Regions from separate parts of the Mus musculus genome. Here all the other regions are linked to region 1. Evidence: chromatin contacts called from public Hi-C and HiChIP or PLAC-seq data. All regions are on one chromosome and are shown on one strand. Each heading gives the region's core, a stretch centred on a gene start, on an enhancer-like site or on the middle of the called end of the contact. The rest is flanking DNA. Distances are from core to core; before and after follow the strand shown. Region 1 has its middle 86 kb from the start of Gm52717. Region 2 holds the start of Bach2os (BTB and CNC homology 2, opposite strand). Region 3 overlaps Bach2 (BTB and CNC homology, basic leucine zipper transcription factor 2). Region 4 overlaps Bach2 (BTB and CNC homology, basic leucine zipper transcription factor 2). Region 5 overlaps Bach2 (BTB and CNC homology, basic leucine zipper transcription factor 2). Region 6 has its middle 44 kb from the start of Bach2. Region 7 has its middle 66 kb from the start of Bach2.

Region 1 (3,212 bases), core at 330-2,829:
GCAAAAAAAAATCAGATCTTCATGGAGGATGGGGAGAAACTAGAGGCCTCTTACTGCTTGTAAGTAAAACTTTTAAAAATGTTAAACTTTGGGCTGGAAAGATGTCTCAGCAGTTAAGAGCACTGAGTGCTCTTCTGGAGGTCCTGAGTTCAATTCCCAGCAACCACATGGTGGCTCACAACCATCTATAATGGGAGCTGATGCCCTCTTCTGGTGTGCCTGAAGACAGCTACAGTGCACTCATATACTTAAAATAAATATTTTTAAAAATGTTTTTATTACATTTATTTACTATGTGTGTGTGTGTGTGTTTATAAACACGTGCTTAGCATAAGTATGAGACCAGGGACCATCCGACATGATTAGACCATTTCCACCACGTGAGGTCTGGACACCGAACTCAGGCTATCAGGCTGGGCGGCAAGTGCCTTACCTGCTGAGTCCTCTGTTGGCCTGCTGAAAAGGGAAACATACATACCCACGTTTCAGAAACTATAACTCTAGGTGCGTACCCCAAAGGAGAGAAAAACTTCAGTATACAGAGATTTTTGTAATGATGATCATGGGAGCATTTCTCATAATTCTTTTAAACCAGAAAAAAAAAAAGCCCTCTTCTGATGAATGTGTAGTGCTATATGTTGGTACAACGGAATATTATTCAGTTTTAAAGAAATGAGCTGAGGCATGATACAATATGGATGGATCTCCAACACGATACAAGGGAAAGTAAGGCAGACACAAAAGACCACAGGTTCTGTGGTGTCTTTCAGTTGAGGGTCTATCTATGAAAAGTTAATGAGCAAGTTCCAAAGCAGATTAGTCTTTGCCTAGGGCTGGAAGAAATGACTGAATGGACAAAGGGGATTTTCTGATGAGGTGTATTTATTCTATAAATATATATTATGAAGGGGCTCCATAAAGTCAGTCCCAAACAGACTAAAATATATAGTTGTAGTGAATATTAAGGTATATAAATTATACCTTTAAAAAGGGTGCTTAAAAACCAATAGACTCTCTCAAAAATGGCAATGGTATTTAAATGAGTGATTCAATAAATTGAGAAATATTTCAAAGTGTCGAGGGTGGTGCTCAAGGAAGACTTGTTATCGTGGAATGCCCTCTGTGTTTGACGCTACTAAGAGACCTGTGGTCAGCCATCTCACAGTTGGCTGTCACACTCAACTTAACCTCAGCCTCTCAGCTGCTTCAGATTCTCTCAGTTAAAAAAAAAAAAAGACGTATTTATTTTTATTTCATGTCTATGAATGTTTTGCCTGTGTGTATGTATTTGTTCCATATGCATGTCCAGGGTCCATGGAGGTCAGAAAAGGGCATTGTGACCCCTGGAACTGGAGCTATGGGTGGTTGTGAGTCACCGTGGGGGTTCTGGGAATGGAGTCTCCTGCTCCGCCAAAGCAGTAAGTGCTCTTAACCCTGAGCTCCAGTCCCTGATTTAATCACCACGGGACTATTCCTCTTGGGGCTGGGATTATTTTTTCCTTAGCTCTCTCTTAGCAGTCAGAAAGGACGGTCCATTCTTCCCTCTGACTCATCTGCTTTCTTTTCCACGTGGCAGGAGAAGAAAAGAGTTTTCAGTCACATCTTATGTCTCTGTGTCAGCAATTCAATTGTTCCCTTAGCAACCGTCCTTTTACTGCTGGCTTTCCCAGCTACAGATGCAGCAGTGCTCTCAAAGAGCTTAGATCACAAAACAGCTTGGGCCATCAGCGCCGCCGTGCCAGAAGCTGCTTTCTAAAAAGGCCAGTGTCTTTCAAGAGCAAATTATTTTTAAAACAATATTCAAGCCGAACATAGCATTTTTAGGCAAAGGCGACTATGGGGACACCACCAAGGAGAGATGCCTTTGAGGCGGGCTTCACCAAGGGAGGGTGCGCAGCCACCAGCCACGCTCACTGTTCATCTCCTTTCCCCGCGGACATTATGGGTCACAGGGGAAATCAGGAGAAGAGGGGAGGGGGCTGGCACAATGCAAAGCTGGCGATTCTTCTGCACACGGAGGGACTGAAGCATTATCTGTGCATGTGAAGCATAGATTTACCATTTTCTCGTCTCGTTGTTCACAGGAGCACTCTGCCCTTGACAGAACAGTCATCCTCCGGTACTTGGGGAGAATTGATTCTGGGAGGCCCTTCTCCTAAATATCAAGATGTGTGGATGCGCGCATCGTTTTCTTATGTTTACAGGGAACCTGTGCAAACCACCTGTCTAATTTAGTCAACTCCAGGTCACAGGCAATGCCTTAAACAACGTCCCATATTGTTTAGGGAACACTGACCTGAAAAAGCTTGCCCTGTGTTCCAGGAATTCACATCTCTTTAGTTTTCCAAATATTTCCCACCTGCAGCTGCTTGCCCACGGATGCGGGGCGCAACGTTCTCTTTAGATCGGAGGCATAGTTCCCTGTAGTATTTCACAATGGAACTTTTCCAAGAGCTGGCGTGAGGAGAAGAGAGGCCCTATAAACATCACCAGTAAGCACCAGGGTTTTGGAGTGAGAAAAGTGGAGCAGGAGCAGGGGAGATTGGTAACCCGCGGATAGGGTAAACAGAGGCAAGTGTTGACCTAGTGGAAAGAAATCTGGGAATACACCCAGGCATCAACTCAGCTCAGAACCCCACTTCTAGACCCACATAAAGAGAAGTCTGATGGATTCGGCTCTTCTCCCCTGGAGCCAGTCACTTGCTACTAGGACAGGATCGGGATAGAGAAAATTAGCGCAACTGCTCCGAGCCCAGCCCTGCCAGGTGGACTGGGAAGACCCAGGCCAGTCCCATGGAAGAGGCTGAGAAGATCTCTGCCTCCAGGAGTGCTTTGGCCACTAGGACCCCTACACACACACACACACACACACACACACACACACACACACACACACACACACACACACACACATCAGGCCAGGTTTGTAGGAAGGCATGCTGCTAATTCCTGCTGCTAGTGCACATGAGAGAAGACAGCAATGGAACTATTTTTCTTTGAAAGAAACAGAAATAGAAATGAGATTAGGCCAGCAGAATGGCTCAGGTCATGGAACCTGACAACCTGAGAAGGAATTTGCCTCCTACCCACTGGGCCAGTTCTGCGGCTGGTGGAAACAGAAGCCATGATGGGTAGGGATCATGCTGACGGTATCAGGCAGAGAGGGAGGGAGCAAAGGCAAGGTCATAGTCACTGGTCATGGCTAGGAGAAG
Region 2 (3,212 bases), core at 292-2,791, 500 kb after region 1:
GTTCCAGAGGCAGGGAGAGAGTCAGCACTTTGGCAAGACTGGTATGACCAACAGGAACATATTGTGCAAACCGCAGCAGTGGCCAATAGTACCCTCTTTCACATTTGGCCTGCTGACTCAGTGACTATTCCTCTGTCTCCAAGCCTTAACCAAAAACCAAAGCAGTCCACAACTAAAGAGATTCATCGCCTACAAATCTCCCAGGCCTGTCTACCGTGCAGCCTCCCTGCCCAGAGTCCACTGGCCATAACAGCAGGCTATTCGGACAGGTGGGGGCGAGAGTTAGCAGAATGTTTCATTGTGTCATATTGTCTACTCTGTGCTGTCTCTGGGGACCCAGAGAGTAAACACCTCTGATGAGAAGTACCGTCTGGAAGGATATGTTAGGCAGGAGCACTGACTCAAACAGCAAGCTGTACAAGCTTGTGTACGTTGTATTAATCTCCTGGAGGAAAGAGCAGAGGCGTGAGCTTTCTCGCAGCTGGTCGGCTTTCCAAGACGTTGTCACATTACCTAGTTTTCAGCCCTGTGTGGGGTACATGGATGCACACAAAAGCTTGTGAAAATATTCCTCTGGAAAGGCCCAGGGCTGCCCCTCATCTCCAGGAATGCCCGCCCGTTGCCTTGGAAACAGCCGAGGGCTGAGGTTGAGCCTCCGCATCCCTTGAGGAACAAGGCAGGTGCTCCCACCTGCTGGTCAGTGTAAGTTCCTCCTTGCTGTGTGGCTAGCAGATCTACAAACAGAACCCAGCACAAGAGTGAGGGCTCCCTTCCCCCTGAGAGAGAAGAAGATGTATGGCTGACTGTTTTCTTCTCCACTGACCGTCTTTAAAAACGAAGCCCGATTGCAACAATCCCTGATGAAATTCCATGTGTGGTTTGCTTTTGCTCCAAGGACTTTGACACTGCCATTGTTGATTTTCCCTTTCCCCCGCCAACCTTCCATCCTGTCTACCTGGTCTGTGTTTGCTGTCTAGATGGCTTTAAATACAGTAGCGCTCGGTGCGGAAGCCCTTTAGACTTTCCTTGTGATCTGCTCTGTGGCATGTTTTCTTTCTGCAAGTAAGCAAATACAGTCTGGAGCTGAAGTAAGATGGCTCTGCTGTCAGTGGAAATAGAAGTCCCCTGAGCCCCAAGGGTGCACAGCTTTTGTGATGCCCAGGTGCTATGTCTCCAACTGACGACCTGTGTGCTGCTGGGGCACCATCTAGGATCTGAGTGTCTGTTATCCAAAGCTTGGAAAATGGAGATAAACAGTGCACTGTATCATTGGAAGCCTAGGAGAAACAGCCCCACAGGCAAAGGCCTTTCCAACAGCCTGCAAAGGAGCCATTTGTCCTGCCTGCACTCACCACATGGGAGGCATAGTAAGTGCCACATGGAGTAAGTGCACAGCTAGGAAGTAACCCGACAGAATTTTCACCCGGCCCTAGGAAAGGCAAATGATTCTTTAGTGTGCTTACCTTTGTGCATGGTGATCAACTGGGCACAAATACCAGGACTGAGCCTCATGACTATCTGATGCAACCAACAGATAACTCCCAGATTCAGGGCAGACTAGCCATACCCTTGACCTCTTAAAGAACACAGACTCAACACTCCACCCTCTGAATCCTAACAGGAAGTTGCTTTCTTCACCAATAAACCCAGGCCCACATGCTTTCTCCAGTGACTCTTTTTCCTGAGAGATCTGTAAGATTCCTGGGCACGTCCTACACATGTCTAGCAAGCCTTTTGTGGGGACCCATCTGAATTGTGGAACAATACTGGAACAATAAAATGTGCTTTAGATTTTAATTTTTCATCATTGAATTTTTTGTAAATAACTTGTATAGATTACATTAGAAATATTTTATACACTGGGATAAATGACATGTTCTTAAAATGAAACTCACCTGGATTGTTTTGTTTTGTTTTGTTTTTACTTTATTTAATGTGGCCGCTTTCAATTTTTTGGTTTCTTGCAGGGGTGGGGGTGTTGGTTGAGTTTTTCTGAAACAAGCTCTCGGTATTTAACCTTGGCTAGGCTCAAACTCAGAGATCCACCTGCCTCTGCCTCTCAAGTGCTGGGATTAAAGGTGTAACACAACACACCTGACTGACATACACTTGTAAGTTTAGCCTCTCTGACTGGTGTTAGTATTAAAGGTTAGCCTAGCACATGACATTTAGGCTTACATTGCCATCTGCTGGCCAAGCCAAGAAATTGAATATGAGAAAAAAACCTAAGCAACCTGAGCTGGGTCTAATAGCCTGGGCTGGCCTGGAACTCCACAGGCCTCTGAGGGTGGCCTTAATCTTCCTGCCTCCACCTCCTCCCAAGTGCTAAGATTGCTGAGGTCATAACTGTGCAGGAGTTGCAGAAACAGATGTAACTGCAGAAGTTCCCAAACCATCAGCACCGCCTTAGCAAGGAAGGGCAGAGAGAAGCTGTTAAAAGTCACAGACCTGGGGCTGGAGAGATGGCTCAGTGGTTAAGAGCGCCAGCTGCTCTTCCGGAGGTCCTGAGTTCAATTCCCAGCACCCACACAGTGGTTCTCAACCATCTGTAATGGTATCTGAAGTCCTCTTCTGATGTGTCTAAAGACAGTGACAGTGTACTCAAATATATAAAATAAATAAATCATTTTTTAAAAATGTCACCGACCTGAACTCCAAACCCCATGGAGACTGACAAGGCCCTAGAGAGAGAGAGAGCCTGGGCTTGCTCTCAGCTTCTGCATCAGACACAAAGTCAATGTTTTCACACAAAACAATTAGGGTCTTCAGTAGCCCATGCTGGCCTTAAACTCAGTTTGTCAGTTTGTAGCTAAGGATGACCTTGAATTCCTAATTTCCATACCTTCACTTCTTGTGTTTATAGATGAGGACCACTCCCTGCATCAGGTCTCCATAGTTGCCGTTCTTACAAAATAATACATACTAAAATTAAACAACAGAGAAGACACCTCCAGAGTTGTGATATCCTCTCTTCATTGTTGTGGAGTTTTATTTATTTATTTCTATTTTATAGTTGTTTGTGTGTATGTCTGTCTGTACCACGTGTGTGTCTGGGGCCAACAGAGACCAGAAGAGGGTATTGGATTCCCTGAAACTGTAGCCACAGATGATTGTGAGCTGCCATGTATGTTCGTGTGTGTGTGTGTGTGTGTGTGTGTGTGTGTGTGCTGGAAATCAAACCTGGGTCCTCTGGAAGAATAGCAGGTGTTCTT
Region 3 (3,212 bases), core at 424-2,923, 460 kb after region 1:
AACTCATTTCCGTAAGTGCTGTGTCCAGGTTGTGACTCTGGTTAACTAGGAGCAGTGGGGAGTTGCGTTAGCCATCCAAGGTCTTGAACTGGCTGGTAGGTTGTTCTTACGACTGCCAACTCTTCCTCCTCCTGGCCTCCCTGTGTTCTTCCAGTGCTGCCTGTGTTCCAACCACAGTGGGAGCTCTCCTGGACTTCCGTAACTGGTTTGTCCCTGCCTAGGCTGGTCCCCAAATGCAGTCAGTGTGATCTCCCTAATGCTCGCCTGCATGGCACACTGCAGTGCCTCCCCATGGCCTGCCAACCTCTTTTGTGGTTGAGAATGGCCTTTCCAGTCTTGGGTCTGCTCCCTCCTCTCCAGCGTCATAGTTCCTCCTCCCCTGCTGCCGGAGTCCTGCCCCACAAGCCCTGTGCCCTAGTCTCTCCTGTGCCATTGCACATTGCTTTCTGCCAGCTCCAGCAGCCTATGAACCACTCCCTCGGGGTTAGATACCCTTCCACCAGCAGCTTTCTATTCTTACTACATCCTACCTGTTATTAGCTTGTAAGATCTGCTGACTTGTCCTGTCTCGTTAGTCCAGATCCTCACTAGCGAGGTACTCTTTCTTCATTTTTTTGGTGTGTGTGTGTGTGTGTGTGTGTGTGTGTGTGTGTGTGTGTGCGCGCGCACGCACATGTGCGCATATCTCCCTCTCTCCCGGCCCCTACACACACACACACACACACACACACACACACACACACTGCCCCGCCCCACCCCACCCCTACAATGGAACCACAGAAGATGGCTGGAATGAATTTGTTAAAGGAAGTGATTTGTACTCTACTTTGTAAAGTTATTTGTCACCCACATTGTCCCTGTAGGGGACACATAGCCTTTCCTGGGTGAGTGACACCTCAGCCTATGAACCTAATCCATACATATCTTCCTTTGGCACTTTCGCTCCAGAATCACTGTACCTTGTGGTGACAATGAGCCAGGAGAACTACAGAGTGTCTGTCTGTCTTAAGGGGTTACTTGTTGGTCAAGTTGGCAACTCATAAAATCCTCTTCCAGTACAATCCAGTCACCATTAAAAACCAGCCTCCAGTAACCAGCTAAGAAAAAATATCCTCTAGGTGATGGACAAACAACAGGCTCAGAGTCCCTTCCCCACCCCCAGGAAAGCACAGTTTGAATTTTACATGTTTGTTTGAGGCAGTTTGCCTCTCCAACCTCACCCTCTGACTTTTCCTTGTGACCCAGATATAGGAATATCTTGTGTTCTCTTGCTCCCTCTCCTGGCCTGGCCTGCCTTTAGCAAGAAGAGCACGCTCTTAGAATTGGCACCGACTGGGTGGTGGGGGTCTGAGCAGCTGAACAAAGCCACCAGCCAGCTCAGCACGGTTTATTAGAAGATCCACGGGAAACCAGCAACAAAGTCTTTTCTTCATATTTGCAGTGCAGCCTGACTGAGTGAGGAGGGGCGGTGCTGGCACTGGGAAGACATGAGCCTGGCATCCTTTCTAAGGGATGAAATGCTTCCCAGAAAAAAAAAAAGGGGGGGGGGGAGGCATTGCCCAAAAAAGCACTAGATAACTACCCTTTTTACAATGTCTCCCTGAGGACATAGAGAACCATGTATGCTGGTTACTCATTATCCAGTCTAGTGCAGTAATAACCCCTCTGATAGTCTACTCCTAACATGCACCAGACAAAGTCCTGTAACAGCTGGCCTATGTCATGGTGAGGAGCAGGACTATGCACCTTTCCCACCCAAAGATGGAATGTGAATGCTCTTCAGAGCCTGGCCACGTTGTGCATCCTTTCAGGCACACGGGCCTGAGACAGGACACAGGGCTTTCCCTGGTGATGGAGGGACAGCATTATAGCCCGCACTCTTCATGAGGAGAGCCAGGACATCACTGGTCTTCCGAAGGCTGACCCTGCTCCCTTTTTTATTGATCACATGGCTTCTTCTTAGGCGCTTCATAATCCTGCCAGTTCACCGTGTGTTGCTTTCCAAAATATCTTGCCTGCTAACCATACCGTCTTTCCTACTTTCCTTTCCTTTCTCATGCTGACCTAGGATGGCTTGACCAAATCTAAAGTTTTCCAACTTAGCAGACTGAGAACAGGACAGTTCAGTTTACAGAGTTCACTCTCCGCGCCTTCACTTTCCCACGAGCTCGCAGGCTGCTGCCCTCTGAGCTGCAGCTCTGGCAGAGTGTGTCCTATCTCAGCACCCATCTGCTCTGCTCTGTGGTGTCGTGCGCAGTGCCTGGCTTTCCCAAGGTGCCAAGCCCTTTGTGTTCTGTTGCCTCTTTCGAGACAGAAGGAAGACACTCATTCCGGGTGTTTATGGAAGGTCTTTTCCTAGAAAGCCACGAGGTTGTTCTTGTGTCTTTACTGAGGTCAGGGTCCCTGTGTGCGCAGAGCGGTGACTGATTTGTGTTAGTTCTGTGCCCTCTCATTACGCAGCCTGCTTCTGTTTCAGCTTAATATGTTAGAGAACACACTCACGCTCTTCCTCTCATCTATTGTCCCAGGAACTTTAACAATGGTGTGGGCGAACATTGAGACACCTGTTTCATGTGCCGTTTGCACAGTCTAAGTTCCTCCACGATAGAATTTTTTTTTTTTGCTTTCAAGTTTACGTTATGACCCAGAATAATGAATGTTCAAGTAATATTTTGTGCTGGTTAATTAGTAACATCTTATTTATAAAAGTTACCTAATTTATTCAGAATTCATGCAGAAAAAATACAAAGTGAGCATTTCTTTATGATCTAGTGGTTTCAGTCCAGTAGAGTAGTATTTGATTTGATAGGAAAATGTGACCTTTTGCTGATGTTATCGTCCTCTGAAATTTACAGAATCGTCTTCACCGTGCATATGTTTAGTAAACTTCTAGTATAGTCCATGCAGGAGGCACATCAAAACTTTAAGTTGAAGAACTCATTATCTAGAGAGAGATTGTGGAATATTCACATGATATGAAAGAACACTGGAAAACAGCTCTTACATGGTGGTCTGCTAGTAGTGTCTGTTGCCCAGGTCAAAAAAGGAAGGCACCAATTGAATTGGCACCTCCTTTATAGAGATTTCTCCTGGCTCCTTCATTCTCTGCCAATGGACACCCCACTCTGTCCTCCACAGTTTCCATAGGTACCATTGTCGTAGGGCTGTTGGAGAGGTCAGGTCCAAGTGCACCTAAGTACTTAGTACAGCGT
Region 4 (3,212 bases), core at 524-3,023, 430 kb after region 1:
TGAAGGTGTCCAAGAACTTAGAGAAGCTGAAGCCTGAATCCCTGAGTCACGTTGGAGGACAACCATCTGGCTCAAAACACTACTTTTATTTTTACAATTTCATATGTATATACCATGTATTCTAATCATATTCAGCCTCCATGAGCCTCTTCTCATCCCTCTTCTTTGCCCCTCTGAGCATAAGATGCTACCCACTCCACCCCACCAGCAATCATTAACAGTCATTGTCCCCTCAGGAAGAGCAGGGCCTCATGAAACCCCTCATGAGGAAGGGTTGGAGGACCCACCCTTGTGCGGATCTCCATCGGCCGTGTCGTACCTGGACGGCAAAGATGCTCCCTCATCACCTGACACTTATATTCTTTCTGCTCCCTCTTCTCCTGTATTCCTTGAGCCTTGAGGGGTTGGGTTAGGTGTCCCAGGTAAAGCTATGCACTCATTCGTCACTCACACCCAGCACTGTGACCAGATGCAAGGACTGTATTCGTAGGTGCCTTCTGCAAACAGGAACCTCTCTATTTCATCAGATCACATTCTGACAGGAGTGCTGAGCCGTTCAAACGGAGTGAGGTAGAGCAGACCTGCAAGATCACTTGAACCCAGCTAGGCAATAGTAAGGCCTCCATCTCAAAAAGAAAAGGAAGAAAAAAAGAAAAAAAAAATCTTTGATTTGTAACTACAGTAGAGCTAAGCAACCCCAATATTCAAGCTAATGGAAAATTTCCAGAAGAAGAAACATTGATTGATTATGCAGGAAACAAAACGGATGTCCCTGGGTACCCAGGAGAGGATGGAATCTACTGACCAAGGAGCAGACTCAGCTCTGCCAAGTATAGCCTTCTCTGAGTGGTGGGGCAGACCTGCATGATTGCTCTGTGAGTCTAACCCTGTGTTACAGGTTTCTGGTCCTTGACATTTCCTAGGTTCATGCTGGAGTGAGAGAAAACTAGTGTGGCTGGCCAGGAATTGAGGGGAGATGCTTGGGCTGGGAAGCAGGAAAAGATCTTGGAAATGGGAGGCAAAGCCTATCAGGAAAGGAGCTGCAGAAAAGGCAACAGAGCAAGTGTGGGGCTCAATTTTGTCAGCACCCCTAATTCTAAGATGTCTTGCATGTTCAAAGGAGCAGAGCAAAGGAGCCTAGAGGACAGTGGTGACACAATGGGGACACAGTAACCCAGAACACAGGCATAGCAGGCAAGATACAGACAGATCACAGCTCCTTAACTGCTTCTGGGTTTATAGTCCTGAGAAAATCATTTTGTTTAATGCCCTCGATTTCGGTATGAGTATGCAGAGAGTAGCAGTGCTGGATCCCAGCTTGACAGGCAGGTTGCCATTCAGATTAATGAAACATGATATGCTCAACTTCTTGGAAGGCTGGTGCTATAGAAACAGTAGGTGTTATTATTCCCATAAAAGGAAAGAGCAGCCCTCTCTGGTGAAATGGCTCTTAGCACAGAATCCTCATTAAAAGCTGTGGTGCAATTTTCCAAGTTGCATTAGTGAGACTTGGCAATGGATGAAAAAAAAAAAAAGAAAGAAAGAAAAGAAAAGCAAATAAATAAGGAGGCAAAATATTCCAAGCAACGAGTTGCAGGCAAGTGGGAAGGAAGGTTCCGAGAGTTAGAATCAAGCCACAGTGGTTCTGAAATGCCTGAAGGGAGAATTTATTTATAGTAAGGCAAAGGTGACTTCCAGCCCTGAAATCGGGGCCTCAATAGGGATGAAGGAAAGCTAAGCCATGCGCTGGCAGGGAACTCAGGCTACTGTGACTCTCTCTCTCTCTGGAGGCCTTAGGATGCTGGTGACAGCAGGGAGGGAGGGCCAGTGCGGACAGCCACAGCGACAGCTAATTTTAAATGAGACACATAAGCTGTTTTCAAACCTGTTGCTTTTTTTTTAATCCGAGGCCGCTGCATCCTATTTAAAGAGACTTTCAGAGATGCTCTTCTTCTGGCAATGGCACGGCTTGAACATACCAAAAAGCAAGACCCACATAAAACATATTTTTAAGTGACCTGATTTCAAAGGCATCTTTAAAGATTCTTTGCATTACACTTGTTTATTCTTAAAATAAAATGACCACAGTGATTAGCATTTGATACGGATTTGTAACAAGGCCTTGAACCATAGTGGCATGCAAATTAAATTTTGTAAATTAATGTATGTATTAGTTCACTTTTAAACCCTTCTTTATGTACGAACAAAATATCCCTTACATTTCTTTCTTTCTCCTATAATGGAGACTCTTAGCTGTTTCAATTAAAGTTAATAATAGCTTTTAAGACAAAGTTCAGAGCTATAAAGTTCTTCGCTTGATCAGTAATCATAACTATTATTTTGTCATATTTAATCATAGGACCCAGGCCTCTAACAGAGTATTTAATTAAACTTTTAATTCGTGATAAGAAGTTAAATAGCACTTGAGAGAGTTTTGAAAAATTATTTCACTTCCCAACCAGATTATAAAAAAAAAAAAAAAAGGTGAGAGGTGTGATCGGGAGACAGCGGCTGGCAGCCAGAGAATTGTAGGGCATGTCAGCATGGGTTGGCAATAAGCCACTTTCCAATTAGCATGGCTTCGTGGCTGCCGACTAATCACTCCTGAGTGGATGGGTGAGTCACTTATGATGTAGTGGCTCTCTATTTGATCCAGTACTGCTGAGAATAGCTTTCTTATCCCTATTACTGCCTGTCCCACCTTGCCAATGGAAGTGTGAGCTGTGTAGGCTAAACGCCGAATGGAAGAGACACTCGGATTGTGTCTCTTATTTCTCTTTGCTTCCTGAAAACTGAGATTGTAATTAAACTGGGAAAGCATGGTGTGATTTGTTTTGAAATGAGTCACAAAAACACACTCTCCACACAAAAACATTCAAAGGTTGGAGTCCTGGAGCCATTTTTAGTCTGTCTTTTCTTTGGCAGTTTTAACATCTGGCACAGGTTGGAGGATATCAATAAAGTTACCTAATAATCTTAGTGGATTCACATCCCGTTCCAAACTTGGAATGTCACCAGACTGCTGCAGGTTTTGGCTCTATTGTAAGGATCTTTGCAGCATTTCTTGTGTGCAGCAGGCTAGGTGAACAGCTGTAAACACAGAAAGCCATTGAAGGACATCCTTCTCATGGTATGAACACCTGGATTCTTGGTAGGATGGACACACTGTGACCCAGGAAATTAATTCAGAGATTTTAAAATTGAATCTATCA
Region 5 (3,212 bases), core at 387-2,886, 410 kb after region 1:
CTTATTCAGTGTTCCACTTTGGAACCTGGGAGAATCTCTACTGTAACCTAAGAATGGAATTGCAGGGGATAACCCATGCATGCCTTCAACCTCGCTAGATAATGCAAGTTGTTTCTAGAGATACTAAGACAAGTCTCATCAACAAGCAAGAACTCCTGTTGCTTCAGCAACAATATTAAATTTAATATTGTCAGATTTTCTACTTCTTTCCAAGCTGGTGGTTATGGACTGTCTTTAATACTTTATTATCTTTAGCCAGATTCATTACAGTTTGCCCTAGCATCATATTATATTTTCCAGATCAGTGTCTTTGTCAGCTTCTGCTTCTTCACTCAGATTATTTTAAATATGAAAAGTTAGAATGAGTCGCCATTTTCTCATTGGATACTTTGGAGTTTAGATCTTTTTTTTTTTTTAATTTTCATCTGTGCAAATGAATAAATGAAACAACCACCACAGATGCAGAGCTTCTCGTGACTGCTCTGTGTTCAAATCTGGGTGTACTTCTCAACTGTGAAAGTAAAAAAAACCATTGTCGCAAAGGTGCTAGTGAATCCAAGTTCCTCCTGAAAGGTCAAGGAAAATGGACTTTTATACTGAACTAGGAAACCTTTGAGAACTCTGAAGGACTTGATGATACAATTGCAATAGCTCCAGTCTTAGCAGTGCCCTTAAATTTCAGTTCCCTTGGCGCTAAGCAGGAGGCAGACAGATGGGGGCTTTGAGGAAGTAAATCAGAGAAACCTTTTAGCTGATCCACGCCAGGCCCTCCCTCTAGCTCTCTAAGGCACTAGGGACATTAAGCACTCAATGTTTGCATTAGGAAAGACTGAAGCTTTCTACTTTCAGTGAGAAGTTTGATGTGCTTAGAAAGAGTTTGCAGACCACACTAACACCGACTCTGACTCCGTTTGAATAGCTCTCTGCACTCACGAGTCTCTATAGACATGCTAACTTCCTCCTCTAAAAACTAACTCTTACGAATTTATAGTAAATAACTTTTTAAATGCTTGATAAGAGCAGAAATTCACTCGGCAATTACTAAATAATTTAGCATCTGATTCACAGAAGTGTTTACTTAATGCACTGTTTCTGGGAGCGGTGTGGGGCGCACCGAGTGAAGTGGTTTATAATTTACTCCTTTTCTTCACCCGCAAGGCATATTAATTTTTTTTCATCCCAAGCATTCTAGACATGACAGGTTGTCTGTAAAATTTAACATTCTACTTTTTTTGTGAATTGCCGCTTTTCTGATTCCCCACTGTGGATTTTTTAACTTTGTGAATTATACTTTTAACAGAGGAACTGTTAGACACTTCACTATCTGAATATGATTCAGTAATGAATGAAGAGCGGGTGAGCTCACAAGTGAGTCTGCATTCATTAATACGGCATGCTTGACTGAGAAGAGTGTGGCCTCCGTAGCTGCTTTTGAGGGGATGAGCATGCTATGATAATATAGTAGTAATTAGCTTCTCCTGCCGAACCATATGAGGAAATGATTGGGGTGTGTGTGTTGTGCACATGTGCAGCTGGGGTTTTTGGCATGCAAGAAGAATGAGATCAGCCAAAACCCAAACCAGAGCCTTTGGAAAGCTCCCTCACAATCTGACTTCAGCTAATGTCTACATACTTTAACACATTGTCTACTGCTTAGGGTAAAGCCTGGCTGTCAGACTCCTGCGTGCTATTCTGGGATCCCTGCTCCGCGCGCGCACTGTGAAGTGTTTCATTCTTAGATCCTGTGATCCCTGCTGCTTTGTTGCATTAGGTGGCAAGCGTTGCTTAATTAACATTAGGAACGAACGAAGGAGAAATAGAAAGCAGGGTGCTCGCTCCTGCAAGGGAGGAAGAGCCGAAGGCAGATGAGAGTTCACAGAACACACGTGATGAGGCCGGATGAAAGGGCTGCAGGAATAGGGTGCCATTGTGCTTGAAGAGACCCGGGGAGGGGTGGATACAGTCAGACATGTAAAGAACAAGAGAAAGCCAATTGGACAACTACAGCAGAAAGAACTATCCAAGAATCAGGTAACAGCATCCAGAAAAGTCACTAAATAAAGGTCTAGCAATCGTTTCCTAATAATGGATTTCAGGGTTTGCCTTGTGTGCGGGTTAGCTTTTATGTCAGCCTGACACAGGCTACAGTCCTTTTGGAAGAAAATACCTCAATTGAGAAAATGTCCCCATCAGACTGCCCTGTGAGCGAGCCTGTGAGGCATTTTCTTCATTGATGAGATGTGGATAGGCCCATCCTTCATGGGTAGAGAGACCCCTGAATGGGTGATCCCAGGTGCTATAATAAAGCAGGCTGAGCAAGCCATAAGGACCAAGCCAGTAAGTACCACCCCTCCATGGCCTCTGCATCAGCTCCTGCTTCTAGGTTCCTGTCCTGACCTTTTCTCAGTGATAAACTGATGTGGAAATACAATTGAGATAAGCCCTTTCTTCCTTGAGCTGCTTTCTTCTCGGTGTTTTATCGCAGCAATGACTAAGACACCTACCATGTGGAAGACCCTGGGTTCATTCCCCAGCACCACCCAAAATAGATTTCAGTTTCTACTGTTTGCTGAACAGAATTAATATTGTTTAAATGTCTTCAAATCTTAATTGATGGCTTAGCCAGAAGAGCAGATATCCTTGCGAATGTGACTTTTATAACATTCTTGGCCAACTGAGACTCCATATATGGCCCTATCCTCTCTTTTCAAAAGCCAGTTCTCTTAGGAAAAGGCTGGGTCCTCGAGACTCTCCCTTATTCCCCAGCTGTCTGGGAGCTCTGCAGCCTTGCCTGAATCCTGGAATATGGTAATCCAGTCTCTGCCTTGTTTTGCCAACTATTAACTTCCTCGTGGGACATGATTCTTGTCCTCCTCTCCAAAGTGGTTAGGACCTCAGTCAGGTCTCAGTGGAATCTCAGCTGAATTTCCCTGGTGACATATCTGCAGTTCATATTTGCTTGCTCAGGCGATGTTCCCAGAACGGACCCTCCAGGTTAAGGTGAAGCCACCAACAGCGTGACTTCTCCATGTTGCTCCCAGAAGCCCTTCACACTTGGGTCCCCATGTCCTACAAGGAACTTAGTTCAAGAAAGTTACTGCCCTATCAAGGAATATCGGGGTGCATCCTGACAGGAGTTCCTAATTTGGGCTCTGCAGAGCAGGAGACTGGAATCCTGCTTTCTCCCCCAACCCTAGAGAAACCTTTGTACA
Region 6 (3,212 bases), core at 494-2,993, 300 kb after region 1:
AACTAAAGCTATTTTTGTGTGTTTTGAGACAAGGTCTCACTATGTATCCCATAGAGATATGATATTCTCCCTGTAGCATGGGGCTGGCCTCAGACTTGTGGCAGTCCTTTTGCTTCAGCCTCTTGTGTGCTGGGATGACAGCTCTGTGCATATGTGCTTGGGCTTGAAAACACTCCTATCTCTCCATCGCTGTTAACTACTGTATATATCCTAAATGAGTCTCCCAATCCAGACAGATCCTGGAACAAGGACTGAACTACTGAACTCCCGTTTTCTGCTGATATCTTCTGTGCCTGTTTGCCATGTCACTCGCTGTATTCTCACAGCATTGTGTGAGGAACCTGTCTGAAACACCGTGTGTGACTGCATCATGACCATCTGAGGCATCCAAGTGTTTCTGCCTTGTTCCTCTACTCGGAACAGCAGATGTCATGAAGCAGCAGTGGACAGCATCTCCATGTATCATCTCTGCACATATCCTTCAGATGGACCTTCCGGGCCAAAGGCATGCTGGTTGTTAAGGCATTTGGTACTGTCTGTCAGACATCCCAGCTGGATCTGTGTGTCTCCTCCTCTCAGAGCTTGTGAGGCTTTGGCCGCTTTCCTCCTGATGGGACAAGTCCTTCCTGGGGGACAAATGGAATGGAATTAGAAGGTGAACAGTTCTTCCCTCAGTCAGGTGAACCTGGCCTTAATGCTCTCCTAGAACACACCAGCATATCTCCCTGGGAGAGCATGGCGCCTCTTAATTCTTAGCCGCTGGATACGCTGCTCCCTCTAAACTGCCACCTTTAAATGTCGGAGATGTTCCTTTAAGTGTGGGCCCCTTGGAAGTCGCCTGTCTGAGCGTGTGCCACTTCGTTTGGCCAATCTCATCTGATTTTGCAATGAGATTTTTCTGTCACCTCTGTTACTGATTTAATATGTTAACTTGGCACACAGGTGGTAATACTGTTGCAGGTAAAAATTCGTGCTGGTCTAATTGAGGTAGCCTCTACATTTTTTTTTTTAATTTGAGGCATCATTTTGTGAAAGATGTCTTATAGATTTCAGATTTTGCAGCAATGAAACCTGGATACAAAGCGGTGGCACTGTGACAGGCTCAGAGCCTGATTCCTCCAGCTGCAGGTGCCGAGGAGAAAATTGCCTGTCTTTTTTCAAGGCAACTGTCTGAGCCGGGGATTGTCGCTGACGAAGGTTGATCCAGCCACTTGCCACTGTTTCCATGGATGGAGAGAGAGATATACCCCTTACAGCAGCGGTTCTAAACCTATGGGTTCCGACCCCTTTGGGATTACACATCAGATATCCAAATTGCAATTCATAACAGTAGCAGTGTTACAGTTATGAAGTAGCAATGAAATAACTTTCTGGTTGGGGGGTCACCACAACACGAGGAGCTGAAGGAAAGGGTGGCAGCATCAGGAAGGTTGAGAGCCACTGACTGACAGGAGGAGTGCATGTTTCCCTGGCACCTCTGGCCATGAAGGGGCATTCCTGTTGCAGCCTCTCCAGCTTGCCTGGGATCTGGGGCACCAGTGCTCAGTGCCTGCAAGCATGGAAGGAGCGGCAGTTACAGCGTGCAGCATGTGGGAAGGCTTATGGTGTCGTGATGTGACAAGCTGCGAACAGCGGATCAGCAAGGAATGTGAGATAATTTAATTGAGGAGCTTGGAGAGAGGACAGCTGAGTTGGGGGGTGGGGTGGCAGGGAAAGGCATCTAAGCAGGGATGCATCATGAGGTGGCATTCTGGGGACAGTGTCAGAAGCACGCTTCCCCATTTCTCTGGCAGTTGAAGCCAATTTCCTCCCCCTACATGCTTTACAAAAAGGGAAATCATTTATTTTTATTAGGGCCCTGTTCTTCTTACGGCATTTTTTAAATATCACAGAGACAAATCACTCATTTCTATGTGAGAAACTAACTTCCTCTTTTCTCTGGGTTTGGTATTTACTATTTCTGCTATATTCTACCCTTTCGGGAAAGCCTCTTCCTCCCCCCCACCAATGCCCCCCCACCAACCCCCCCCCCAGCAATAGAAAAGAGGCAAGGGTGTGACCTATGACTTATTTACCTATCGAGGCTGTTAGAAGTACTTCTTAAAAAAGCATTCTTCTGTTGTTATTGGCTCTGTCCTAGAGTGTACAGCTGTTTCCATTTTCAAGCAAGCTTTGGAGTTAGTTTTACACATTTTCCATTCTGTTCATTCTCAGACTGTTGGACAGGTGGTGAATTTTGCAGTCCTGTCCTTAATATCTTTCCTTGGTGCTTAAAAATATCTCCAATTTGTGTAGAACTATTAAGATATTTGCTTATTATTCCGTTTGAAATAATTTATCATTCATTTCTCAGTTTTTCATTTATTTCTGTGTTGGGAAGACCCCTTGCCCCTGCCGTGTGTGTGTGTGTGTGTGTGTGTGTGTGTGTGTATGTGTGTGTGTGTGCGCGTGCGCGCACATGCACCCATGTGGTGGGGGTGGAAAGGTCTGTGTGGGGTGTGGCTAGGGGGAGAAACTGTTTTGGAGTACTGGGCAAGCAACCCCCTTGAGCCACATCACCGGCCTATGTGAGTGTCCTTATGTGTACGTGATCGCCTTTCTACAAAGTATGAGTCCCAAGTTCTGAGCCCTGGAGCAGCTGAAGCCATTCAACTCTTCTGTCTTCGCATTTCATTCTGGAAGCGTTTCATTACATCTCAGTAGCACTCTTTAGCTCAGTGTAACTAATTAATACTGAGGACAGATGTGTAGCCTAGAGCTGACCCTAGTGCTGCAGCATTGACTCTTGTTGTGGGTCTCCTTTGGTCACACACGATGGCCTCTGGTAGTGACGCAGGGCATGGCCGCTCTGTCACTTCTTGCTCAAATCTGTATGTCTCTGTGCAGAGCCACTTGAGTGTTTTGGTAGGATGCCATCTTCCTTTCTTGAAGTCACCATTCCTTGTCACTGGGCATGCCTGAAGGTCCTATTCAGCATCTATATTCTGTGCCATTGTATGTTGGAAGTACGTATTTTTTTAAAATTATTTTACAGTTGGTTCCAGTTAAAAGATTGCCTTAAATTGGAGCTTTTAAACAGTATTGAGAATGTTAAACGCTATAGGGATGCTTGAAGATAGAGTAAATGAATTTTTCATGATGATAGGACCATGAGCCTGCGGAGGCCACAGGGCCAAGGGTGGTGGTTTGGATGGAAAGTGTTCCCATAGACT
Region 7 (3,212 bases), core at 217-2,716, 280 kb after region 1:
AAAAAATCTATAAGGGCTGGAGAGCTGGCCCAGGAGTTAGGAACACTTGTCCTTGCAGAGGACCAGAACCTGATTCCCAGCACCTGCATGGCAACTCACAAGTATTTATAACTCTAACCCCAGGGGGATCCAATGCCTTCTTCCGACCGCCAGTCATACAGACGTACATCCAGGCAAAACACCCAAATACAAAAGTTAAAAGAAAAGTAGCATATAACTAAAATCGTTAAGAATAAAGCTCCCACCCATTCACTTGCTTTTCAAGAAATGCTGATGGAGTTCTTTATCTTTAGGTTTTGGGGAACAGATAAATCATGAATTACAGATGCCTACCCTTGTTGAGCTTAATCCTAGTTAAGGAGATAGACAGATAACAAGATAAAAATTCTGGCAAGTGTGATGAATGTAACTGGGAGCAGTCGAACACTCACAGGAAGATGGGAGTTATTTTTTTCATATTTTAAAGAACAGCTCTAAGACTGATTGGAGCTCTGCTTATATTAAGATGCATCCAAACTGTTAAGTAAACATTGTATCACTACACCGTAATTAATTCTAACTTAAAGTAGAGATTAATATGTCCATTTGTAGAAGTTAATAGATTGAAACAGTGAGTGTTTTTATAGATCTCTGGGCATCTCTACTGAAAACACAATAAGACACTGAGAAGATGGCTCAGAGGGTAAAATGTTTGCCACACAAGCATGAAGACCTAGAACTCATGGAAAAGTGGTGGGTATGTGTCTAATCTACCCCCGAGGGTGCAGACACAGGCAGGTCCTTGAAGTTCATTCACAGGCCACTCTACCCAAATTGATAACGCTTCAGGTTCAGTGAGAGACCCTGTCTCAGAAATAAGGTGTAAAGAGATTGAGAAAAGATACCCGATATTGACTTTAGGTACATACACTACACCCCCCACACCCCACAAACACACACACACACACACACACACACACACACACACACACACCAATTAAATAAAGTATCAATTTCAGTAAAACACCAACTTTATGGTAACAAAATTAAAGATTCCTTGAGTTTAAAAAGCTAGCATTAAATAGGAAAATACTCATTTCTACCCCTCAACCTCCACAAACCCAGAGACAAACAAAATATTCACCAACCACTAAATACCCTAAGGGCCTAATTGTCTGTTATACTCAACTCACTGTATTGGTTCTGAAAGTCCCAACTGGTGAAGATATAATAGGCTATTCATTCCTTTAGTACAAAAACTGACAAACAGGTCAGAAGGAAGCAGCAGAGAACAAAGGGAGCAGCGAGTCCTGGGGTGACAAGCAGCAGGCACCGTTTCTAAAGGACCACCGTTAACCTGGCGACCACAGCTCTGCAGACCAATAGCGAAGGGCCATTTATAGCTCAGTTCCCACGAGGGCACAACTGTGCTCTGTACAGCACGTCGGAGGGGGACAGAGAGTTTATTGTTGAACAATGGTAGTGGCTCCCCGCAGGAAGTAGGGTGAATGTCTGGGTTAGCGGCACTGGTGACTTCATTGATCTGACCTGGGTAAGGATCAGACAGGACTCTGAACAGGAAGAGTTGTGGGTGGTTTATTCATGAGAACTGTGCTTTTTATGGGTTTTGCTTTTTTAGTAGTGAAAGCATTACCCAAGATGTTTCCTTGCTTACTGTCTATCCTGAGATTTTTGTTTCAGGGAGCGAACTTGATGGGGAACAAAATATCCACCTTCCTGTAAGGACAAAGGGTTTCTGGGAAGCTGCCAGTCACTGTCTCGGGTTTGAATTGTAAAAACCAACAGACGCTTCTTCGGAAAGGATTCTGTAAACCTTTTCTGTTGTTGTTTTTTAAGTTAACCAATAGTCTGCGAGAAAGCAACTGTTAACTCGTTTTGTTATTTATCTGTGTTTCCCAACCCGTGTGCCGAGGGGCTCTGGGACAGCGTGTTAAGTCCGAGGGCAGCTCCAGAGTTGGCGGCATACATTGTCCATCGTGGGGGACACGCCTGTAGAGCCCTGTGCCAGTATTAGCCGGAAGCAGGTCCTACTACATCAGCATTCAACTGCACCACGTTCTCTTGATGACCTCATCTCAATGCTAAAGTGAGAACAGGAAGGGAGGGTGGTGGGGTCTATGCTGACGCCACAGCCTGATGTTCTGCAATACTAAGAGATACAGAGATGATCTCGTAATACGTTTTTACAAGGTTATTTAAGAAGGAAATAAAAGTAGTGCTTTTTACTGTATAAGTGTTTGTCCAACAGTGACTAAGTCATTAGTCCATAAATAGTTATATTGTCTGGGGTCAAATGACCTAACAAACAAATAGCACCATTGAGCACTTGTATTATAACACAGGCACTGTTAAGTACTTACTGGTACTCTAAGAGATTTACACGTTATTTGGGAACCTGTAATGTGTGTTCCATCCCATGGACACCCACACACAGTTTTGAATTTATTATTTGCCGTTTGCTTCACATATTATGGAAGTCGTATAGAATATTATTTAAATTTTGTAATAAACAATTTGCTTTTACTTGACCTTCCATATTTTTAAGCCAGCCCTCTAAGGACTTGCCGCTCTTCCCCTTTCGTCGGAGGTCTGGTCAGACTCCTCGCACAGCCTGCTTGTTTAGATAGCCAGTATCCGGCAGTTCCATGGGCTACACCCCTGGAAAACGATTCCCAGGATCAAAGAACAGGGACTTTCTAATGCCTGTATTATCCAGATGGAGGGTGTGCATGCCAAGCTGCCCCTTACAAGACATTATATTGATTCCTTTCCCTTGAGAGTGTTTGAGATTACCTCAGCCAAACCAAGGACTGCATTGGGGAATTCAGTCATTGGTGCTCAGGGTTGTGAACCAGCCAAAGATGTCCCTCCTTCCCAACCACGGAGTAAGTGCAAGGCCAGTGAGAAAGCTGGCTGAGTCTGTGCTGGCCAGAAGTGCGCAGAGCCTCCAGTTCAGGAACTGCAGCAGGAGCTAGCGGTTGCTCAGAGCAGCATTTGAGAGTGGCCACACAGGAAAGAGGAAAGCCGTTGCTAGGAAACTTCTCCTTTTGGCTCATTCCAGGCTTATCTAAACAGGACCCTCCTCCACAGGTTGCACTGGAGAACAAGGATGTAGCTCAGTGGTACAGTGCTGTCTGAGCATGACAAAGCTCATCATTTGATCCCATTACCAAACAAACTCAGTGTGAGTGGAACATGCCTGTAATGAGAGG

Evidence for each region. Hi-C and Micro-C count contacts between places; a contact is called where the count stands out from the background. HiChIP or PLAC-seq counts read pairs in DNA pulled down with a chosen protein or histone mark.
Region 2: a contact with region 1 is called in an H3K4me3 HiChIP or PLAC-seq map of embryonic basal ganglia, with 8 times the contacts expected there. The contact joins the promoter of Bach2os here to the enhancer-like site in region 1. A contact is called at or near these places in 22 of 39 promoter capture datasets (the 3T3-L1 cell line, 3T3-L1-derived adipocytes, the C10 cell line and 14 more), 23 of 484 Hi-C or Micro-C datasets (the C3H10T1/2 cell line, CD4 T cells, CD4 single positive thymocytes and 15 more), 9 of 115 datasets of contacts at active chromatin or transcription factors (SST interneurons, bone marrow-derived macrophages, differentiating embryonic stem cells and 6 more) and 3 of 9 other capture datasets (adipose tissue, embryonic stem cells and liver).
Region 3: an H3K4me3 HiChIP or PLAC-seq map of embryonic forebrain shows a contact between it and region 1, with 8 times the contacts expected there. The contact joins two enhancer-like sites. A contact is called at or near these places in 1 of 15 datasets of contacts at CTCF or cohesin (the NIH/3T3 cell line), 7 of 484 Hi-C or Micro-C datasets (the AML12 cell line, bone marrow-derived macrophages, cerebral cortex and 4 more), 11 of 115 datasets of contacts at active chromatin or transcription factors (VIP interneurons, bone marrow-derived macrophages, craniofacial prominence and 8 more) and 1 of 9 other capture datasets (embryonic stem cells).
Region 4: an H3K4me3 HiChIP or PLAC-seq map of embryonic basal ganglia shows a contact between it and region 1, with 5 times the contacts expected there. The contact joins two enhancer-like sites. A contact is called at or near these places in 1 of 484 Hi-C or Micro-C datasets (bone marrow-derived macrophages), 7 of 115 datasets of contacts at active chromatin or transcription factors (cardiomyocytes, craniofacial prominence, embryonic basal ganglia and 3 more) and 2 of 9 other capture datasets (adipose tissue and embryonic stem cells).
Region 5: an H3K4me3 HiChIP or PLAC-seq map of embryonic basal ganglia shows a contact between it and region 1, with 3 times the contacts expected there. The contact joins two enhancer-like sites. A contact is called at or near these places in 3 of 484 Hi-C or Micro-C datasets (bone marrow-derived macrophages, mammary gland and nephron progenitors) and 7 of 115 datasets of contacts at active chromatin or transcription factors (SST interneurons, differentiating embryonic stem cells, embryonic basal ganglia and 1 more).
Region 6: a contact with region 1 is called in a Hi-C map of forebrain, with 4 times the contacts expected there. The contact joins two enhancer-like sites. A contact is called at or near these places in 4 of 484 Hi-C or Micro-C datasets (B cells, cortical neurons, forebrain and 1 more), 2 of 115 datasets of contacts at active chromatin or transcription factors (embryonic basal ganglia and neural tube) and 1 of 9 other capture datasets (embryonic stem cells).
Region 7: an H3K4me3 HiChIP or PLAC-seq map of neural tube shows a contact between it and region 1, with 4 times the contacts expected there. The contact joins two enhancer-like sites. A contact is called at or near these places in 2 of 484 Hi-C or Micro-C datasets (cortical neurons and nephron progenitors), 2 of 115 datasets of contacts at active chromatin or transcription factors (embryonic basal ganglia and neural tube) and 1 of 9 other capture datasets (embryonic stem cells).

Annotation. Positions count from the first base shown.
Region 1 is chr4:32,073,167-32,076,378 of GRCm38.p6, forward strand. No RefSeq gene overlaps it. Among named protein-coding and RNA genes, the nearest start is that of Gm52717, 86 kb to the right of the region's middle. Within about 2 kb of position 1,580, at least 107 of the 459 cell types and tissues checked have an H3K27ac peak or open chromatin away from gene starts, as enhancers often do. A contact at or near this core is called in SST interneurons, VIP interneurons, cerebral cortex and 8 more, where this site is marked.
Region 2 is chr4:32,570,121-32,573,332 of GRCm38.p6, forward strand. It overlaps Bach2os (BTB and CNC homology 2, opposite strand), which reads right to left and starts at 1,542. Exons shown (of 5, transcript NR_026843.1): 1 at 1,464-1,542. All of the region lies in intron 3 of Bach2 (BTB and CNC homology, basic leucine zipper transcription factor 2), which reads left to right.
Region 3 is chr4:32,536,973-32,540,184 of GRCm38.p6, forward strand. The region is part of intron 2 of Bach2 (BTB and CNC homology, basic leucine zipper transcription factor 2); the gene reads left to right. Among named protein-coding and RNA genes, the nearest start is that of Bach2os, 33 kb to the right of the region's middle. Within about 2 kb of position 1,674, at least 66 of the 459 cell types and tissues checked have an H3K27ac peak or open chromatin away from gene starts, as enhancers often do. A contact at or near this core is called in VIP interneurons, cerebral cortex, embryonic forebrain and 1 more, where this site is marked.
Region 4 is chr4:32,507,433-32,510,644 of GRCm38.p6, forward strand. All of the region lies in intron 2 of Bach2 (BTB and CNC homology, basic leucine zipper transcription factor 2), which reads left to right. Among named protein-coding and RNA genes, the nearest start is that of Bach2os, 63 kb to the right of the region's middle. Within about 2 kb of position 1,774, at least 71 of the 459 cell types and tissues checked have an H3K27ac peak or open chromatin away from gene starts, as enhancers often do. A contact at or near this core is called in embryonic basal ganglia and forebrain, where this site is marked.
Region 5 is chr4:32,485,300-32,488,511 of GRCm38.p6, forward strand. All of the region lies in intron 1 of Bach2 (BTB and CNC homology, basic leucine zipper transcription factor 2), which reads left to right. Among named protein-coding and RNA genes, the nearest start is that of Bach2, 69 kb to the left of the region's middle. Within about 2 kb of position 1,637, at least 54 of the 459 cell types and tissues checked have an H3K27ac peak or open chromatin away from gene starts, as enhancers often do. A contact at or near this core is called in SST interneurons and embryonic basal ganglia, where this site is marked.
Region 6 is chr4:32,371,573-32,374,784 of GRCm38.p6, forward strand. It overlaps a transcript of Bach2 not described here. Among named protein-coding and RNA genes, the nearest start is that of Bach2, 44 kb to the right of the region's middle. Within about 2 kb of position 1,744, at least 101 of the 459 cell types and tissues checked have an H3K27ac peak or open chromatin away from gene starts, as enhancers often do. A contact at or near this core is called in cortical neurons and forebrain, where this site is marked.
Region 7 is chr4:32,350,020-32,353,231 of GRCm38.p6, forward strand. It overlaps a transcript of Bach2 not described here. Among named protein-coding and RNA genes, the nearest start is that of Bach2, 66 kb to the right of the region's middle. Within about 2 kb of position 1,467, at least 121 of the 459 cell types and tissues checked have an H3K27ac peak or open chromatin away from gene starts, as enhancers often do. A contact at or near this core is called in cortical neurons and neural tube, where this site is marked.